Linked DNA regions of Mus musculus: region 2 is linked to region 1. Evidence: chromatin contacts called from public Hi-C data. All regions are on one chromosome and are shown on one strand. Each heading gives the region's core, a stretch centred on a gene start, on an enhancer-like site or on the middle of the called end of the contact. The rest is flanking DNA. Distances are from core to core; before and after follow the strand shown.

What was found. Hi-C and Micro-C count contacts between places; a contact is called where the count stands out from the background.
Region 2: a Hi-C map of embryonic fibroblasts shows a contact between it and region 1, with 2.7 times the contacts expected there. The contact joins two enhancer-like sites. A contact is called at or near these places in 12 of 39 promoter capture datasets (the 3T3-L1 cell line, 3T3-L1-derived adipocytes, cranial neural crest and 8 more), 1 of 15 datasets of contacts at CTCF or cohesin (the NIH/3T3 cell line) and 3 of 484 Hi-C or Micro-C datasets (all in embryonic fibroblasts).

The regions. Positions count from the first base shown.
Region 1 is chr12:15,829,438-15,836,276 of GRCm38.p6, reverse strand. Gm5432 (a long non-coding RNA gene) reads right to left here. Exons shown (of 3, transcript XR_001780551.2): 2 at 3,240-3,632. Among named protein-coding and RNA genes, the nearest start is that of Gm5432, 16 kb to the right of the region's middle. Within about 2 kb of position 3,431, at least 46 of the 459 cell types and tissues checked have an H3K27ac peak or open chromatin away from gene starts, as enhancers often do. A contact at or near this core is called in the NIH/3T3 cell line and embryonic fibroblasts, where this site is marked.
Region 2 is chr12:16,355,380-16,362,218 of GRCm38.p6, reverse strand. No RefSeq gene overlaps it. Among named protein-coding and RNA genes, the nearest start is that of Gm36372, 130 kb to the right of the region's middle. Within about 2 kb of position 3,213, at least 21 of the 459 cell types and tissues checked have an H3K27ac peak or open chromatin away from gene starts, as enhancers often do. A contact at or near this core is called in the NIH/3T3 cell line and embryonic fibroblasts, where this site is marked.

The DNA of each region.
Region 1 (6,839 bases), core at 2,182-4,681:
CTGGGAAGATATAAATTCCCTCAATATACTATAGCAGGTGCAGGATATCACATAGTGACAAAGTGCCATGTTCGCAGGGAATGAACACAAAGGTGTTCAGCTGAGTGTGAGAACTTAGGAAAACTGTCTAAGGCCAAGATTCGTCAGGATACCGAAGGCCAGCAGATGACAATGTTCAGAAGAAAGAGTTGGTTCATGCTGGGTCATTCAGACAAAATTGATTGGGTACACAAAGACTGACTCAGTGGTAGGATAAGTAAGTAAGCAGATGGTGTTATGTGGGTCCGAGGCTTTTGCTGGCCTGGTGTCCAGAAGAGATAGAAATATAGGAACTCAAACATTCTAAAAGAAATGGAAAAGAGAGCTTTAGGTTAGAATGCTGGCTAGGGACAGAACATGTGACGTGAGAGTTGCATGCAGTCCTACTGACTTAGGGGTTCGGTTGCCTCATTTCAGTTGTACCTGGCCTCAGTGAAGCATCTCTCTGGCTCTCTTGGTTCTCTTCTTGTCTCTCTTCTACCCAAACAACCAGTATCCCAGCAGACACTCAAAGTAGGATCGCTTCCCAGAGTATCTTTCTTGTGTTGGGGAGAGAAGTCTTATTTCAAAATCCTTCAAAGATACTGCCCATAATCCAACGATCAGCTTATTATAACATAGATATAATCCTGGTTTTGTTTGTTTGTTTGTTTTTGTTTTTGCATAGGACTCTGAGAAATAAATATTGGCATTTCAACCTCTTTGGAGGGAACTGCATTTGACCATCATGGAAGGGTAGAAGGACAGCTGCTGGCTATGCCAATAGCAGAATCTGCTACAAAAGCTGAAAAGGATAATTGGCAGTGGGAAACTATGTGTTCCTTGCATGTTTAAGTGACACATGGGAGCATCCATTCCCAAATTTTAAAAAATTGACAATTTTGATGTATCCTATAAATACCACTATCTCTTGGGCTTTCTATTATGTATAGAGGTCTCTCCATAATAAAAGAAGTGCCTTTAAAAACAGTATAGTATGCTCAAAAAAATAGAGATGTCTCTTTTCTTCCTTAGTCTTGCAGTTTAAATCAATTCTGAGAAGCGTAATGACCCTTTGAGAAAGAGCTGAGAGGAGGGAATATTAGTCCATATCAGGCTCTTCCTAGCAACCTGACATATATTACCTCATTAGGCCCTTATGCTGATCCTGTGACAGGCTGGAAATGGAATCTGAGGCTGACTGGGTTAAGTATTTGTGTCAAGTAAGAGCCAAGATTGGAGCTGGGCATCCTTGGCGTGACTGTAAAGAGAATTCCTAGGCTCTTCTCTCTGTCTGTTAGAAGGTAATGGTTGCCTGAGTGTTTGAATATGTTAAAAAGCATCTCACTTTGCTGACTGCTGCTGCTTATAAAACTCCTGAACATCAACACCAGGCAGAGAACCTCATATTGAGCCCTTCCTTGTTTATTAATTTACCACTTCATGTTGCGCCTCTCATTTTTCCTAGTGCAAGGAAATCAAGAGTACAGTGACAGCCAGACTCAAGATGACTCAGAGAACTTAAAAGCCCAAGCATTTGCCTGAGATTTGTAGAGCTTATCACCGGCAGGTTCTTTCTCAAAGGCGTCACTTATCTAACATATAGTTCCTGAGCATCTCCCTGAATCCTGCCCTATGCATTCCTAGATGTTTATAAACACCGAGAAGATGCCAATGAAGCCAATATTTATCTCTCTTTAGATTCCCTTGCACTGAAAAACTAAGAAAATCTGCCTCTTACCCACAGGACCTCTGCAGTGGAGAATCACTGTTCAGTTGCATCAGAATAAATCTAGGGTACAGCCCCTCTTCCCCCCTAACGCAGAAATGGATAAGCCACATGCCGGGTCATTTCTGTCTCAACCCTTTTCAGAGTCTTCTTCCACATTTCTGTTTTCTCCTCTCCTTGATTTCATGTGAGGCTAACCCCTCTGGGTGGCTGACCTGGACTCACTCCCTCTGTGGAGACCATGCCACTGGGCTCAAGCAAGGAGTGACAGACACCATGAGGTAAGATAATATTCTGGTGATTTCTTTCTGTTGCCTTCTTTTGAACTTATCTCATTCCCTCTGAGACTTTGGCTCATCATGGGGTATTTCTCTCATATTTTGGTCCTCAGTGGGCTTCAGTGACCCTGTTTTCTTTTTGACATTTAGACTGTGAGGTTAAGGCCTGCTGCTTTTATTGACCTTCAGGTGTCTTTTTTGTTTGTCTTATTTTTTATTACTTCCTTTATTTATTTATTTATTTTGAGAATTCTGTGCATAGATATGCATATACAATTTAAATGGAATTTCCTTATCTGGATTGACAACGACCCCTCTGAGACCCAAAGATCATGTAATGACGTTTTTACCTCAACATCAGGCATGTGAAGCCCTCCTTTGCATTGTTGGTGAGAACGTCTAAGAGACTCCCAAAACATAGAGCCTATTGTTATTGGCCTTGGTTGCCTCTCAGAGGTGTAAGGTAAGTCCCTATTGCTGAAGGTATCATGCACTTCAGATGTAGGACCCAGGGTTACCTGAGCTGGAACTAAGCCAAATGCCTTTCCCTAGAAACTAGTTTTCATGGTACCAGACAACGCCATGCAAGCTGCCAAGGGAAAGAAACAGCCAACAGTCCTACCCAGCCGTGTTGACTATGAACCACAGCCATGCTCAGCATGGTAAAATAGCCCTAAGGATGCAGCAGTTCTCTAACTGGGCCTAAGATCCTTTTTTTGTTTTTGGTTTTTCGAGACAGGGTTTCTCTGTGTAGCCCTGGATGTCCTGGAACTCACTTTGTAGACCAGGCTGGCCTTGCTTCCCGAGTGCTGGAATTTAAAGGCGTGTGCCACCATGCCCGGCTGGGCCTAAGAGCCTTAAACAAGAAGAAAACCAAGTCTTACAAGTATCTTAATTTCCCTTACTCGTTTTCTGTGACTAGGAGGCATGCATCTCATACTTGAACTTTACCTGAAGCTGGGAATGGTGGCTTGCTGCAAATTTGCAGTCAGCCTTGCCTGTACATGAGATCCAGGCCAGCCTAGGTTCCAGACTGAGAGTCAGTCTCAGAAGGAAAGCTGGTCCTTAGTAAGATTCTGGCTAATCAGAATATGAACACTGACACAACCTCAATACTCAAGGTCTCTTTTGAAATGTACAAGGATCAGAAGTCAGCCTGGGGGTGGGGTCGGGGTTCTGCACGCCTCTCCTGAGAAGACCGGGGACCAGCTCACCTGTGTCTCCAGCCAGGATGATAGACACGCACCGCAGAAAGCGCCTCTTCTCCCATTGTGGGCCCGCTTTCCTCTATGGAGTCAGCTCTCCTGAGCTGTGAACCACAGCCATTTCTGCAAGCTTTGGAGCCTGCGGGCTGAGGACATGAATGAACTGAGTCATTCCACAGAGCTTCATTAATTTTAAGGCAGTTTAAGATATCTGAGTCACAGGCTTCAGTCATTTAGACTTTCCCAGCTGCCACTGTGCTTGCCCACACACGTTTCTCTTCAAAGATTGCATCTGTGGCTAGATGTGTGGCACTGCCCACTCTCCATCAGTTTCTGAGAGAAATCAACCTCAGAGATGGATGCAAGGGTGACAAGATATCCATTTGCCGTGTGCATCTTAGCCTGCAGGAGGGTTTAATGAAATTAGCAGTCAGTTGTCTTCATTCACATTCATTCCACCACAGACATGTGAAATTCCAAATTCTATACCCAACATAATATTGTACCCAGCCTCCCAAGGAAGCTCAGCTATGCCATATGGTGACTCCACTCACTACACAATATTTAGCAACTTGGTGAACAAGGAATGAATCATATCTTAACCATCTTGGCCAAATATTGTTTTATATAGCAACAGTATTAGTAATATATATGTTTTACTAAAAAAAAAAAAAAAAAAAAAAAAAAAAAAAAAAAACAGTAGTACTTCCTGCTACGCCCACTGAAAATTAAGAACTAGACCTCACTGGAAGTAGACTGCACAATAAAAGAGTTCTTGCTCATTAGCAATCTTCAGTTCAACACTGCACTATACATACGATACTCATTAGCAATCTTCAGTTCAACATTGCACTGTACATATGATACATTCAGAATGTCTGCTTTTTCTTTTCCTCCAGAGCAGCTGCTAGGATTGAGCAATAGTCTCCCAGGGTAACAGAGCAAGGAATCCTGGGGCATTTCCCTGATTCTGAAAAACAAAGAACTTGTAGCCACAAGGAGAGGAGTCCTGAAGCTCTCTCCTTCCTACTAGAGAGAATCCCTTATAATCCCAGGAAAACAAAAGCCTTATCCAGTCTCTGTTGGGGGAAGGTGTCCTGTGGGGACTGGGTGACCACTTTCCTCCTGGAGCCTCAAGTTTGTCATTCAACAAAGATAATGAAAAAATTGTTAAAACATAATGTTGCAGGCTAAATCCTTGTTGTAGAAGATGTAGGGACTGTCTGGGACACGTACATTCACACACACACACAAACACACACACACACACACACACACACACACACACACACACACACACATAGTTATCATCCCATTCAGTAAACATACAAGTTGACAACTGAAAGATGCTGAGATTGTTGCAATCAAGTGTGATGTGACTCTGGTAGAGCCATATGCTGAGTAGACTATCTCACAAAGAATAGCAGCTCTACAGGAGAGTCCCTGAAGATGCCCAAAATGAAGTGTGAATGATCAAACATAATTAGGGAGGAAAAAATGTTATTTATTCCAGTCAAGAACTTGATCCTTTCTTATTGGAGAATAGAATGTAGTGACATAGAGTTGCAGGGAATAGGCTATCTTTATAGCAATCAAGGAATATGGGATAGCATTACTAAGCTAAAGCATTATTTTATGAATATCAAGGAAGGTTTTAAGGAATTCTATTCTACAGCAGCAGCAACTCATCTCACCCCACTCTTTTGAAAACCACTGTACCCATCTCAGTGGGAAAATTGTTAGCTGGGCAAAACTGAGCTGGTTAGAACTTGCAGGGAAGAAAACCACTGTACTTCATCTGGATTTTTCAGCATTCATACCTAGGAAAAAGAAGCCACTGTCTTCAGTCTTGGGGAGAAAGGGGGATAGCTACACTATAACGCTCATTGAGTGAAGAACTGGCCAGACCCTTCCTCAGAAACCTAAGTGACTGAGATGGAAGGGACTTAAGTATCATGTAACCCACGTCTTTCCAGGTGACGGAGTGCAGTGAGCTCAGTGAACATACTCTCAGTGAGCATGAAGACTGATGTCAGTGAGAAGGACTCACTGGGAGTGGCCACAGTGCTCCTGAGGACTGAGTGAAATGTAACCTGATGAGGCATTAGAGTTGGCAGTCTCAGTGTGCACATGGCTAGTCCAACACTGGAGGCCACTGCCACGCAGAGCAGAGAAGACTAAAACATGACCCTCATTCCCAGGAAGATCCTGATCTGTGAAAAAGACAGTTTCACCTCCTACAATGAGAGAGTCATCATCTAAAGGTACTGGAAATGTTAGCCTGTGTTTGACAAACATGATCTTATCCTAGACTCCTGTAAGACTTAAAATCTCTTCTGCATAGCCCTTCTTGGAGGAACTCTGTGTAAGAAGATGTGATGTTAGTCTTAAGGGTCAGCTAGAGCACCAGCTGCTTGGTGCTACAATGGAAGCCCTCTTGATCAGAGGATTTGAAGTCCAGAGACTCACCTTAAATGCAGCAGTGCCTAGTGGTGGGAGCCCCGTATGAGGATATGGGAAAAGGGAATGCAGCTTTTTTCCCTGCTTTGTTCCAAGCCTCCAGTGCCAGATTAGGATTGCTGAGATACACAGGTTCATTGGCCAAACAATGACGCACTGCTTAGCCTCTTCAGCATCAGTCAGCTATTGTTGAACTACCTCGACCATTTCATATATGTCAGTGACCTAACAAATCCCCTGTTAAGAAACGTGCTCATTAGCCAGGCGTGGTGGCACATGCCTTTAATCCCAGCACTCGGGAGGCAGAGGCAGGCGGAGCTCTGAGCTCGAGGCCAGCCTGGTCTACTGAGTGAGTTCCAGGACAGCCAGGGCTACACAGAGAAACCCTGTCTTGTAAAACCAAAAAAAAAAAAAAAAAAAAATGAAAAGGTACATGCTCATTCTAGCACTTCTCTTCTAGAGAATCTTGATTATTGATATTGCATTATTGATACCTCAGTTATCTTTGTTGAGCAGGAACCTTGTCCATTCCTTCATCTTCTGATGTCGAGGGGCAGATAACACCACAGAGATATTTTGTGGATTGAAACCTTGTCTGGAAGGAGTGAAATGGCTTCATTCACACACCTCAAGTCTTGTCACGATTGACTGAAGACTGGGCTATCCTGGAGCACTCTGACCCTTCCCTGTACTTCCTTTATCAGGCTCATTGGTTGAGCATTCAATAGCTCCATCCAGACCTCCGAAGTAAAACGTAGAGTCAGTCACATTTCTTCTGCACTGTGTTTTCAACTAGTCTAAGAAGTTTCACACAAGCCAGATTCCAGAGGGGTCAGACCTTTCTAAGATCTAAGACTTAATTCTAAACCTTTTGGCTACAGTGGCTTCAAGTGTTTGTGGCTCCCTTTCCACCTTTAACTTGTCAAAGTCTGTCTCTATGTTCTGTCACTTCCTGCATGTAAGAATTATTATTATTTTTATTCTTTCTTCAAGAAAGAATATGCTAGAAAGAAAAAAAAGCTAAGTATCTCAGATGAAGAAACTTCTCTCTCTCTCTCTCTCTCTCTCTCTCTCTCTCTCTCTCTCTCTCTCTCTCTCTCTCTCTCTCTCTCCCTCTCTCCCTCCCCCCCCCCACACACACACCAGCTC
Region 2 (6,839 bases), core at 1,964-4,463, 530 kb before region 1:
GAGACACTCCAATCAAACAGGCCCCTAGCTTTGATTTATCCACATGCCAGTCAATCAGTCTTCATAGAGGTTTGAATTGCTTCTCATAGACAGCTATTCTGCCACCCCCACCCCCCATGTCTTTCTTTCTGACCTTATATATAGTGCGTCCTAGTCCTTTCCAGGTGAACAGGACGACAAAAGAGCCATGCTTACAGAAGGCTTTAATTGTGTTTCCAGTGCCATCTCTTCTCAACCTTTCCTTGACATTGTTCTGGTCCCGTTTCAAAGATCCGATGCCTTCCTCTCCTTCTTGTTAATGAAAACCACAGGAAAACATTAGGAGATAATCATTAAGAGAGGCAAACACACAATAAGGATTCTCAAATGACTCAGCAAAGTGCAGAGCCTATGTCACATAAACACTGGTGGTCCTTTGGGCTTCTGTCAGCATCACCCCCAATGCTAGCTACCCTCAACTTTCTATCATATACTCTGTTTATTCAGTTATCAGTATTTCTTGTGTGCTTTCCACTAGCCAAGTAATATCTGAGATATAGAAATGATCAAACTGGTTAAGCACTGGCCTGGCATTTTTTCACACTGGTATCCATTCAAAATTCTCTTTATTTTTGAGAACTTTATACATTAACACTGCATTTTCCTTGTCTCTCCATTTTCCCTAAAACCCTTTTCTTGGCCCTCTTTCAAATTCATGACCCCTTCTTCTTTAATTATTATTGTTTTACACACACACACACACACACACACACACACACACACACACACACACACAGAGTATGCCTGTCTGTGTATATCAATGTATATACAACCTACTAAGTCCATTCAGCACTGCTCATATGTACATATATCCAAGGTTAACTCTTTGGGACTAGACAACTTATGTGGGAGCTGAAGGTACCTGAGACTCTTATATATGAATATAAGAATTTTTTGAAAAAGAAATTGAAAAACTTTTGAAAATTCTTTCATATTTGATGGTAAGTTAAAAATGTTAACAGGATATTTCTGAAATAATGATTGTCTTTAAAAACTCCTTCCACAGGATCTAGGTATATGGGTTCCCGTTAGTGTCATTGGTCACATTAGAACCAAGGCTCAAACTGACAGTGAAGTGCCTCTTAGGCTAGGGTGAGGGGAAATTTGTGAGTGTCTACAGAGTTCCTTTCCTCTAAGTGAGCTGCATATACTGCTCAACTTTGAAAAATGCTGGTGCAGAAGCAATGTAAAATCAAGCATCTTTCTGTAGCTGCTACACTGCTCCCAAACTTGGATGATGTTTGTATTTCAGTGGCAGAAAGGTTTCCTCCCAAAGGTATCTGCTGTGATTTGATTATGGAATGTCCTCCACAGGCTTATGTGTTTGAACGTTTGGTCTCCAACAGGTGGTGCTGTTTGGTAACATTATAAAACTTCTAGAAGTTGAGAGTTTTTCTGTAAGAAGTATATCAATGTGTCACTGGTTATATTCCTCCTCCTTCCTTCCTCCTCCTCCTTCCCCCTCTTTTTCCTATATTCAATATGCTTCCTGATTGCCAGGGTAGCCTCATGCTCCAGCTACCATGCCTTTCCAATCATGTGTGACTGTATCCTCGCTGGAGCTGCAATCTGAAATAAACCCCTATGCTGCCTAAGTCAGGATATTTTTTTTTTCACAGCAACAAAAAAGTAAAGAATATAGAGTCCATACTCTCATGCCTGGAGCCTGGTTGTTGCATTCCTGTTCTTAGTGAAGGGGAGATAATGAGTATTTTGGGATTGGTGGGTGGCTATGCTTAGAGTGGCTTGAACAGCCTCCCTTGGGAGGTAAGGTGTGAGACTGCGTATATTCCAGCTGGAAGGGATGGAAAAGACTCAGAGGGTTTTGTTTGCTGTTACCACACCTGCAGACAACAATTTAGGAGCAGCCTTCCCAGAAGCTCTGTGATGGTTTGTATATGCTCTGCCCAGGGAATGGCAGGATTAGAAGTTTTGGCCCTGTTGGAATAGGTGTGTCACTGTGGACTATAAGACTTTCATTCTAGTTGCCTGGAAGTCAATATTCTGCTAGTAGCCTCTAGATGAAGATGTAAAACTCTCAACTCCTCCTGTACCACACCTGCCTGGATGTTACCATGCTCCTTCCTTGATGATAATTGACTAAACTTCTAAACCTGTATGCCAGCCCCAATTGAATGTACTTTTTTTTTTTTTTGGTTTTTCAATACAGTGTTTCTCTGTGTAGCCCTGGCTATCCTGGAACTCACTCTGTAGACCAGGTTGGCCTCGAACTCAGAAATCCGTCTGCCTCTGTCTCCTAAGTGCTGGGATTAAAGGCCTGCGCCACCACTGCCCGGCTTAAATGTACTTTTTAAGAGTTGCTTTGGTCGTGGTGTCTGTTCACAGCAGTAAAAACCTAACTAACACAAGCTCCAATCAGCCTTTCAGATGGTTGCATATGTGTGAAGTCACAAGAGTCATAGCCAAACCCTTAAAGCAAAAGATATAGAGGTAGTAATACCCAGTTCTTGAATAACAAATCTCAACTACAGGAATTTTCAGTTCAAGGGATGGAGCTTGTGGCAGAAGCCCACTCTATTGATTCCAGAGTTCTTGGCTTCCTCCATATCATCCTAACATCAGAGGATGATGAGCCCTAGGCTGGATGTATACTACAGCTCTTTACTTTTATCCCCCTATCAAAATGCTGCCTTTGTACTATGTAGAAAGGGCCCTGAAATGCTGCATTTATTTTGAATTGGAATCATATCTATGAGGAAAAAATTTAGCTTTGGTAGTGGGGGTTCTCTGCCCCTTTTCTGGCACTGTGGCTGGATGTTGAAGACAGTCCCTGCTGGTGTTTCTTTCTGATCTTGCAAGAAGGGTCCTTCTAGGAGATGATATCATGGCTGGACAAAGGAATGGGGTTTTGGAAACCAGAGTAATAGTTCCCAGCAATCCAGGACATCTGAGGGGTCCAGCCCAGGGACCAGCATCTCATGGGAAATGGTGTCAAATGGCCTGAGTATTGTGTCTTAGAAACATCCCAAATCTTACAACATCAAGAAGAGAGGGTTGAACTGTGTTGTAAGCCACTTTGTTCTAAAACTTTCCCTCTTTGTATTTTCCTAACTTCTGTGAAAATAAAATAACTTTGACATGACAGTCAGTTGTGAAAATATAAGTCAATGAAATGGAATTTGTAAACGTTGAGTGAAGCAAATGTTTGGATTATCTTGTTTCAATTAAGATGCCATGCCTTAGCCTTCCAAGAAGGGGCCTTTGTTCTCCTCTGTGTTTGAATATATTATGCCCTCAGATTAGTTTTTAAAGAGGCAGAAAGTGGAAGGGATAGAGGAAGGGAGAAAACAAAGGCAGTGTGCACAAGAAGATCAATTCAGGGCAGTCAGTACAGGTTTGGAGTCAGAGGGGCAGGGATTTAAACTATGGTGCTGAATGTGCTAGCTGAGTGCTGTTGGTGCTTTCTTTCTTCCTTTGTTCCTTTCTCCTTTCTTTTCTTTTCTTTTCTTTTCTTTTCTTTTCTTTTCTTTTCTTTTCTTTTCTTTTCTTTTCTTTTCTTTTCCTTTCCTTTCCTTTCCTTTCCTTTCCTTTCCTTTCCTTTCCTTTCCTTTCCTTTCCTTTCCTTTCCTTTCCTTTCCTTTCCTTTCCCTTCCTTTCCTTCCTTCCTCCCTCCCTCCCTCCTTTCTCTCTCTCTCTCTCTCTCTCTCTCTCTCTCTCTCTCTCTCTCTCTCTTTCATTCAACTTCTTTGAAACTGTTTCCTTCTCACGTGAATTGATATATCCAGGCTTGTTATTTGGGGAGGGAGGGTTAAAGACCATAATGTAGATTTTGCCTGTTGCAGAAAGTTCCTCAGTAAATATTTACTAAATAAATTAAAGAATACTCTTTTCCCCCTACTCATTTATGTATTTATTCACTTTATATCCCAGTTTTGGCCTCCCTCCCCTTCCAGTCCCATGCTCACAAATTTCCTTCCCAATTACTCCCTTTCCCTTCTCAGAAAAAGGGAAGCCCCCTTGGGTATCCACCTGCTCTGGTATATCAAGTTGCAGCAGGACTATGTGCATCCTCTCCCACTAGTCAGTCCAGCTAGGGGAAGGGAATCTAATGGCAGGGAACAGAGTCAGAGACAATCCCTGCTCTAATTGCTAGGGAATCCATTATGAAGACCAAGATGCACATCTGCTACAAATGTGAGGGTGGTGGCTAGGTCCAGCCACATATGCTCTTTGCTTGGTGATTCAGTTTCTGTGAAGCCCCATAGGCCCAGGTTATTTGACTTTGTAGGTCTTCCTGTGGTGTCCTTGACTCCTCTGGCTCACTCAATCCTATCTCCCATTCCTCCACACTCCCTGAGCTCCACCTGATAGAGTCTCTGCATCTGTTTGCATCCACAGCTGGATGAAGCCTCTGGGGAGACAGTTATGCTAGACTCCTATCTGTAAGCATAGCAAAGTATCATTAATATTATCAGGGGTTAACTCTCTTCCATGGGATGGATCTCAAGTTGGGCCAGTCACTGGTTGGCTGTTCCCTCAATCTCTGCTCCATTTTTATCCTTACGCATCTTGCAGGCCGGGCACATTTTGAGTTGAAGGTTTTGTGGGTGGGTTGATGTTCACCTCCTTCAACTGAAAGTCCCACCTGGTTATAGGAGGTGGCCACGTTAGTCTCCATAGTCCCCCGAGTGTAGGTGTCTCAGCTATGGTCACAACCCATAGACTCCCAGGAGTCTTCCCTGTCCCAGGTCTCCAAAAAGGATATTCTTAAAAGTAGCAGTATTTCTCACTTGTGTGTGGACTATTTCCCAGTGTTCAGTGTCTCTGGGAAGTGTCAGTCCACTGTGGTCTCCCAAACTGATTTTAAAGGTGATAGACTTGAGGGCCCTTAACTATGCTGACCTTTATCACAGTCAAGAGTGATTCGTCCCATATTTTTTTCTCCTCCTTTTCTTCATTCACTTGAAAATATGTACTAAAATTCTGCTACATTTCAGGAATTGTGGTTGGAGTAGTGGTAATAAAGTAAAGAAAGTTGATCTTGGCCCCTGAGAAGGTGGCAGTCTCGGGCACCAAGGACAACACCTACTCAGTCTGGGTAGGGCAGCTGAGAGAGGTATCCAATGAGTGTGTCTAGGAGATACGGATTTTATTGACCCTGGTGTGGAAAATAAGCTCAGAATCATTATACACCACTTGAGGAAAAAGGAGGGTGAGTCCACTGTGGCTTCCACCAGATTTCACAGCTGATGGCTCTGATCCCTCTGTAAATATACACAGAGGTCAGAATTAGCATCACAGGCTACTTGAACTGGTCTCATTGTTAGTGAGCTCTAGTTTTGTGTGCGGAAGCTCCCTCAGGGATCCTTCCGGGCCTCCTGAGGAGGCCAGGAGGTGGTGATAGGCAGGACAGGTCTTTGCCTCAGTGTTTTATATCTGTGTTTTTATTACTTCAGTGTAGAGCTCTGGCTTCCAGAGAGATACAATATCTTACCAGGCAGCGATTAGATAGGAAACTGGGCATCATCTATAAGCTACATCCATTGGCAGATTTGATCCCAGCTCTCATGGCTATAGGCATTTCCTGTCTACACAGGAAAGAGCTTTTATCAGGAGTCCAAGTCATCATTCTTTTGTTTTTGTTTTTAGAACTGAATGCACACATCACTGTGAACTCACCCATTGCTCTCTGAATTGGTAATCTGCAATTCTTATTCCACAGCCTATAATTAGCAATGCTGTATACTAATGGTACCTAAATTGTGATGATATGATGCAAAGGCATTGCATTTCAATCATGTATCCTCTCAACCTCTCCATGCTGGGCATTCTTCCCTGCATCTAACTGATCTATTTTCACTTGGTATCAGTTTGTCATGATGTAAGTCAGGGGATGGAAGGGCAGTGGTTTATACACTTGATACTGGATGACACAGTTATTGAGCAAAAGAAGGTGTGTATGGTGGTCCTTTTAGATCTCTGGGTTCTAGTTTATCACAATAGAGAATTAGTGATTCACGTACTTAGTTAACATCAAATTTAGTGTTTGGGATGTAACTCCGTTGGTAGAGTACTTGCCTACATGGACAGCACCCTGGGTTCACTCCCCAGCACTGCATAGACCCAGTGTACAGTGAATACCTGTAATCCTAGCTCTTTGGAGTTGGAGGCCAGAGGATTAGATATTCCAGGTTCTCTGGGGTTTGAGTATACAGTGAATTCAACATTAGCTATGCTATACGAGACCTCTCCCCCTTTAAAAAGCTGTTTATTGAAACATAATTTATAAATTTCAATTTCCTTCACTTGACAGCTTTATGGATTCTGAAAACGTTGCATATGGTTCCTTAGATATTATTGTGGTCAAGATACAAAACATTCTCACCATTCTAAAATGCTCCAGGGCATTTCCAGTGTGGTCCATATCTTACCCCAACTCACAGCCTCTGTCAACTGTCAATTTATTTCTGCATTTTTAAAGGATGCCATATAAATGAAATTATACAGTGGGTAGTGGCTTGAGTATTGCTCTTTTACAGGACCAGACGCACTTGGCACTCATCCTTGTTGGCTCATGAGTTGCAAGTTCTTTCTTATTGTTGAGGACAATTCCATGGGAGGACAGGCTATACCTTGTCCACCCACTCCTCAGTAAGGGCATTTGTGTTGCTTTAGTTTTTTTGTTTGTTTGTTTGTTTGTTTGTTTTAGAAACTATAAATAAAGTCACCCCACATATTTCATTTTAAAAAAGTATCTGATCATTGAGTTGCTGGGTCTGACATCTATGCTGATGTTAAAGCAAAGCAAAGCAAAGCAAAGCAAAGCAAAGAAAAACAAA